2 separate regions of the Xenopus tropicalis genome follow, and region 2 is linked to region 1. A link is a contact called in public Hi-C data. All regions are on one chromosome and are shown on one strand. The core of a region is the stretch at or near the end of the contact, and the rest is flanking DNA. Distances in the headings are between cores, read along the strand shown. Region 1 overlaps rbm19 (probable RNA-binding protein 19). Region 2 overlaps lhx5 (LIM homeobox 5).

Region 1 (3,700 bases), core at 427-2,926:
TAGGAACCTGCCAGTCCTAGCAATGCCTACTTCAAAGAGAGAATACTGGGCTACTAACATTGGTGCAGGGGTTTAGTCCATTTACAAACACTGATTTACATCAAGAAATATAGATATTCAACACTAAGGGGGGTGATTTATCAGCGGTCGAGTTTGATTTTTTTTTTTTAAGTGCAAAAAAACGAAAGACTCAAATTTTTAAATTGCCATCTAAAACTTGTGAGTTTCTATAGAGTTCAATGGCAGCTGTCACAGGCAAAGTCAAGCCATGTTCTCAAACTTAAATTTTTCAAGTTTGTATAGCTTGTAAAGTTGAAAAATTTGAGATATTCAAGTTTTTTATTCAAATGCGTTTTCCATATTAATAAATAATCGACTATTTGATATGTGAGTTTATTCGATTTAGAACAACAAACTCTAATTTACAGACTGGAAAACCAATTAATAAGCCTCTAACTTCTGTGGTTTGTAAACTGAACATTATCATTTTACCTGTCACAACATCAGATAATACATGACTCTGAAAAATTATATAGAATATAAAATTTTTGTTGACAGTTAGACTATTCAAGTATTTATCAGGTTTCATTCCAGATTAGTCAGAATGGGTTTCAGATATATATATGTTTGACATAAATCCCCAAGACCCCATTAATGTTTTGAGGACTTAAGCCTAAGAAAACAAGACTTCAGCATTATCCTTGGTTTTTCTTTAAGTGAAACATGTAAGGCTACAGCCTTGAACACAATGAAAAAGATAAAACAAATGGAACAATCAGGTTTCTGAATACAATTCAAAAAGGAAAAAAGATCCGAACGTGTTGCAAAAGAACATTTATATGCTGTACACTCTATTTGTGGTTGGTCACTGAATATTAATGCAAAGAATTGCTGGATCTAAAGTAAAGCATTTGCTCAATAATAAAATATCACCTCCTTGGCATTTAGTACTAGGGTTCAGGGAGGTGGAGAAATGACAGCCAGAGAAGCCAGAGTGAGGCCAGAAGGGGCGACAGGCTGAGCCAAATATTGAGAGAAGTGAGAAAGTAAGAGTATAAATGAAGCTGTAATTGGAAGATCTTGTGCAACATAAACAGCATCTAAACATCACCCCCCTCTGCCTGTTTATTTACACAGATTCGTCACTTGTTAATTGGGAAACAGGCAGTGTGAAAACAGCTATTTAAAAGGGTGGAGAGAATGAAAATAGGATCTTCATGTCTGGAGGGAAAGATTCAGGAAGAAGTAGAAGAAAAACTCTTGCTGAAAGGAGAGTGGCAGAAATCCAAAACAGTGCAAATGTGACATATATGCATCAGAAATTAAATAGGACAAAAATCACAAATAATACTTCTAGACCACAAGTTTTAAAGGTGTCCTTAGAACACACAAAAAGTGCTGAATATCCCCAGGGAAGAACTGGGGCTGGGGCCCTAACTTCAAGTTTGGCTCTACATCATGGTTTCTTACTCAACTCTTACCGAATTAACTAAATTACCCAATTATTAACCTACAATCACAAAACAAGACTGCTCTAAGGGCCGTGGCAGACAGGGTTTTAGGAGATTCCAGCATTCTCACTGAAAATCACTTCCCATTGTTGCCAACAGGATGCGCCAAGGCTATGGCTCATTGGAGCAAGGTCAGTAGAGAATGTGGACAGTCTTTTCTGTCAATAATCCCTCCCATGCCCTGATAAGCCATCAGCAATGATTAGCTCCTTTCAGTTCCTGCAATTTACCCTACAGTAAACCGCTGCACATGAACTACTCCCTGCTATGAAGAGGGAGAATTTTTTTTTTTTTGAGGATGGCCTGCTCTGCCCACTCAAACACAGAATAAAAAGAGAAATTTATTTTGTTTGTTTTCTTAATGAACTTTAAAGCACAACAGTGGATATTACTGAATGCTGATAGTATCCATTCTCTCAAGTATTCATTTTACATGGGTGGAAACTGCCACATTCCTAGCCTTAGCAGAGGCATTATTTATAGCAGCCATGGCATAGAACTATTCTTCTGCAGTTGATGGAGAAGATCACTACCAAAGAAAGCAGTATTCCATCTCCCTTGTATGAACATATACAAATATACAGAGAATTTAAGGCTGTCCTAACCTTTGCATCTTGTTTGGTGACAAAATCCACAAAGCCAAATCCACGGTGACTCCCTGTGCCAGCCATTTTCTTAGGCAGACGGACGGTCTTCAATTCTCCAAATGTGCTATAGTCAAGAAATACATTGTTATCTCCCTGATATTTAACTTGCATGCCTTATATATGACTGTGTGTATTAAACCTCAAGTTGTGCATCCATGCTAATGTTTATTGTGTTTCCGCAGTGTTGGCAATGTGATATTATCAAATAACTCACTCAACAGATGTAAAACTAACTGCAATGTCTTGGTAACTAAGGTGGAGAAAGACAAATATCAATCAACTTTACATTCTACATAGACTTCTAGTAGCCTATACAAGCTTACTAGCTTCACTAACTGACATGATAGAAATGCTGATCTTCCAAGACACACAGAGTAACATTTTGCATAGCAGTATACATAAAATGTCTGGCTCCGATGGCACAATGCATTACAGTTTCCACATAACTCTTATTCATAATGTGTGACTACAACACACAATTTTTTTCTGTCCAGGTGTCTATGCCTCCCACACATCTGATGTCATCAAACACAATACCATAAAAAAAAAAAAAAATGTGCACAGCATTCCAGTATTCACTGCACACCAAGGTCATGGAGATTCCAGCAGGAATGCTGCACTTCCCCTTAACAGTGACATAAAGAAATCCTACTTCAAAAATATGCAAATCAGAACTTCTGCATTAACCTATGCAAAACACAGCAAGCATAGTGACAATCAGACACAGACAGGCACTAGGCATCACTCAGTCTAGCACTGAACAGACAATGTCACTAAATGTACAAATAGTGTACAAATGATCAGCCATATTGTGTATAACCTGCACGAAGCGATTGCTCCCCCTACTGCCAACACAAGAGAATAACAATCTAAATGTAACTGGAGCACTGGTAGTATGCCTGCCTGAAGCCACTCACCTGAACAGCTCACGTATTTCACGAACCGTTGCTTGGAAGGGGACATTGCGCACAAGAATTTTTGAGCTCTGCTGTTTCTTAGAGTTCTGTTTTTTGCGTTCCGTTGAAGTTGCTGCTCTGTGGATGCCAAGCAAGAATGAAAAGTTCATTACAGTTCTGCAGCAAATCCTTCCATTCAAATGCATGAACGCTGCTTTCAAGTAAACGCTTGAGTCACTCACCTGATTGCCCTCTCTGACAGTTTGATTTCCACCTGATGCCCATCCACCGTGCATTTCTAGGGGGTGCAAAAAGAAGTCATTTAGAATCATGAGGCTGCCAGTCCGACTGTGTCAGCAGTGCAGATGACATTCCACTTTGCCTGACAGCACACATTTCTCCTTATCACAACTTAGGAGCAAGGCATTTGTCACTCTCTGCTGTCTGACACCAACTATCTATGGGAGGACGTCACATTGAAAGATACACAGAAACTGACAGTAATTCAAACAGGCCCACATTTCCCTTGTGTACATACTTATTCTTAGTCAATACTTGATCTCCATCTGCAAGCAGAGAAGACACCAAAGCCCTGAGCATCCTCTCATTTTTTCCTTTAGGTCCCATTAACAGTACAGTCTTTGCT
Region 2 (3,440 bases), core at 488-2,987, 130 kb before region 1:
ACTATTTTTTTTTAAAAAGTACTGCTTTTCAGAGTAAAGGTTTGAGATTTCTAAAATTGCCATTTTTCTGTTCAGTAGCCTGCCCCCATAGCACCGGGCCATCCTGAGTCGATGTACTTCTGCCCTAATTAATGGTAAATAATAAGCCAAACATAGAAATAAATCACACAGGCGGCAGAATAAAACCCATTTGTAAGTGTGGCAAAGCATTAAGTGTGCAGGGGATGGAGGGAGGGGAGGAGCGATTACAAGGATGCAGGAGGGAGCAGATGGGAAAATAATTACTTTTTTCAACATTTTTTTTCTCATTTGAAAAAAATCTTTTTACAGAGATAAAAAAGAAAAGGTTTCCAATGATCATATATATATATATATATATATATATATATATACATATATATATGAATTTAGATATAGATATATATTAACACACTCTAGGTAGAAAAACAGATATATTTTATATAGAAACATATATAAATAATTTAAATATACATTTTTATGTATAAACATCCAGGAGTAAAATCAAAATGGCAACAACATCCTTTTACTTCTGAAAGCTGAAGACAAAGTAACGCAGCACGTTCTGCAAGAATCCACTGATTACTCTAGTATCTTTTTAATTGAATTTGTAACTAAATCACCTATAGAAGAAGGAATAAAGCAATTTATTTGGATGCCTTTGTTTCCCCTTTTGCTCCGAATGAGAAAGAACTGATTCTGTAATCTCTTGACACACAGATCTATTGAGGGCACTGAATGCAGTTCTTGGTAAACACACATCCCCATTCACACGGCTCAAAGACACAAGGCACATCCAACTTGTAACAGATCACAAAGGCAAGGGAGAAGGGGGTGCATGTGTGTGGAAGGACTAAATATTGAGAAGGACTGCAGTCAGGGGAACAAGCAGAAAGATGAAAAGGGTAAGGAGAGAGAGACAAGTGTATGCAGGTTTATACACTCCTGAACATTTACATGATATATACCCGAGGCTAGAGATTTCCACTAGTCAATTAATCTGAATGACTTCAAAATTATTGCTACATAAAAAAGAATCAATGCTTGGGTGCCACAGAGATCCCTTTGGCTGGTCACAAAGATATACACAAGCAAAACTACAAGTTTCAGCCCAGACAACATACAGGGAGGAATCATGGAACTTGTAACCATGTAAGGTTATCTAGGCGGGTATTCCACTCCACTGCACCCAGCCCCTAGATGGACAGTGTTTATGTTGTTGGCCCAGAACCTGCTCTTTAGATTGATATTTATAGTGTATTGGACATTTTCCGCATGACATTTGCAGATGCTGTTTTCCTGAACTGAATGAGGAGGAATAAAGCAGCAGGAAAACATAAAAGACACATAGGGTACAAAACACACTTTAATCCTTCTGTCCAGACATAATGTAAGTGACAACTGCATTGTGGATAAATGTAACAGGAGAGAGAGAACAGCACTGGGTACATGAAACTTGCAAGGTGGCCATGTAAGGGAAAGAAGAGGCAGGGAAAGGAAATGGAGAATCTGCTGCTGCATGTCATTGCCTCTCTGAATATTATTAATGTCTGGGTTTTCATGGGGCACATGACACAAATGATAATTGTAATGGGTAAATTGTGAATCAGAGGAAAGAGAAAACAAACAGAGAAAGGCAGGGTACCCTGCTCTCTTCCAATCACCCTCCATATGTTCTAGGAATGTGAAGGTAATTGGAACAACTGTTGTCTGAATAAGGTACAAAGAAAGCAGCTGTGGTATTGTCCCCTGCAACACTACAGAGGGTGTCGGGGAGGGGAGGGAGTGCGCAGGGGGGGCAAGCTCTTACATCTTTCCTTCACAATGCCCTCTCTTTCTTACTTTCTACTGCAGCAGAGTGCGAACTTTGGAGAGGCAATGAAGTAAACCTTTAAGGAGGTGAAGGGAAGGCAAGGGAGGAGGTGGTGGTTAGAGGATTGAGAGGGAAAAGGAGATTAAAGAGACCTCTGGAAGAAACCTCGTGAAAAATCTCTCACTGAGGCTTTACAATCGTTTAATCTTTAAAATACCTTTTGGCTTTCTGATAAACCTCATTTTGAGATACAGCAAATAAATCCAATCGCCATGGCCATTCTTACATATACACATTGCAGGTCAGCATAGGGCACAGCACTTATTTCAACAGACTTAAAATCTCTGACTTTGCTTAAGTTATCCTTTACTAACAGCAGGACCCAGAAAGTATTTCTAACTATGATATAAATGGGATTATTATAGGATACAAAAAGGACAAGGCAGAGTATGTAAGTGATAAAGGCATCTGTCAGTGGAACCAACTCCATAGCAAAATATTTTTATATCCGCAAACCTGGAAAAAGGTGATCCTGATTTAGAAGCATATTCTGAAATTGTGTGTTACTGATATGAATATATATATATATACACATGTCTGTATATAGTCTTGGCCACTGTTCCCTCTAAGCTGTGCGCGTGTGCACTGAAACTGAAACTGAAAGACCTGCGCAAAAATGCCCATAACTGAACTCCAACAAACATTCTGTAGCGCACAAAAATGTAATCTTGCTTTAAAATGCGCACGGATGATATTTTTTGCGCACACAGCCTATAAAAAATTAGAGGGAACGTTGGTCTTGGCCACAAAGCAACTAAAGGATCTGCTGCCTCTATTGTTGTGTTCTAAAAATTCAAAATAGGCCCTGGCATTTAAGGTACACTGAGGCCCAAAGAGCCCCTGGGCCCAATAAATAGTGACTGTCTATGGAATCTTACAGCAGCCCCTCTGGCATTTGTCAGAATCCACAGTTCAGGCCTGAACCCATGGCTTTTGATAAACTACAGCTTCCATATATATAAGGTGACTTAAATATCTACTGATTAAATGTTTAATATTATGACATGTAATAGGAATGTATACTGTAAACTCCACTGGGATAGGGACTCAGCTAAATGATATATAATCTCTGTAAACTGCTGCAGCACATGTTGGAAATATATAAATAAATAAGGCATAATAATAACTGGCAAAGAGCTATATATGGTTCAAAAAATGTTAAATGTGCTAAAAATGTGTTAGATTTATCTGCAAGCCAAGAATCCCCCATGTGTGGCATTAGCCTAATGCCATATTCTTGAAAATAATTTTGGTGAAGATTGTGAAATAAAATTAAAAAGTGATGTAAACATGTACGTACATTTGTTGTTTGAGAAAATGGTCAACGGGGTGATTTTTTAGCATTGTCTCACCCAGGTGTTTTGTAGGTATAATGAAATACTAGAGATCAGGTATGTATCCCTCAAAAACACACAGCCCTGTTGTAAGTAGGAGATTTGCTAAAAGTCAGTAAAATTTCTTGGCCTTTTCACTTATTCTCACCGAGTTAAAACTTGTCTCTTCTGTGTCTTTTCCCTGTTTTTATCTTTCAGTTGTAAAATTTTATTTA

What was found. A called contact is a pair of places that touch in the nucleus more often than the background predicts.
Region 2: a contact with region 1 is called in a Hi-C map of gastrula embryo, with 2.8 times the contacts expected there. The contact joins two enhancer-like sites. A contact is called at or near these places in 5 of 5 Hi-C or Micro-C datasets (brain, gastrula embryo, liver and 2 more).

The regions. Positions count from the first base shown.
Region 1 is chr1:146,030,542-146,034,241 of UCB_Xtro_10.0, reverse strand. rbm19 (probable RNA-binding protein 19) reads right to left here. Exons shown (of 25, transcript XM_012969880.3): 20 at 3,297-3,352; 21 at 3,076-3,192; 22 at 2,117-2,222. Among named protein-coding and RNA genes, the nearest start is that of rbm19, 19 kb to the right of the region's middle. Within about 2 kb of position 1,676, at least 3 of the 11 cell types and tissues checked have an H3K27ac peak or open chromatin away from gene starts, as enhancers often do. A contact at or near this core is called in gastrula embryo and neurula embryo, where this site is marked.
Region 2 is chr1:146,162,453-146,165,892 of UCB_Xtro_10.0, reverse strand. The region is part of intron 4 of lhx5 (LIM homeobox 5); the gene reads right to left. Among named protein-coding and RNA genes, the nearest start is that of lhx5, 19 kb to the right of the region's middle. Within about 2 kb of position 1,737, at least 3 of the 11 cell types and tissues checked have an H3K27ac peak or open chromatin away from gene starts, as enhancers often do. A contact at or near this core is called in gastrula embryo and neurula embryo, where this site is marked.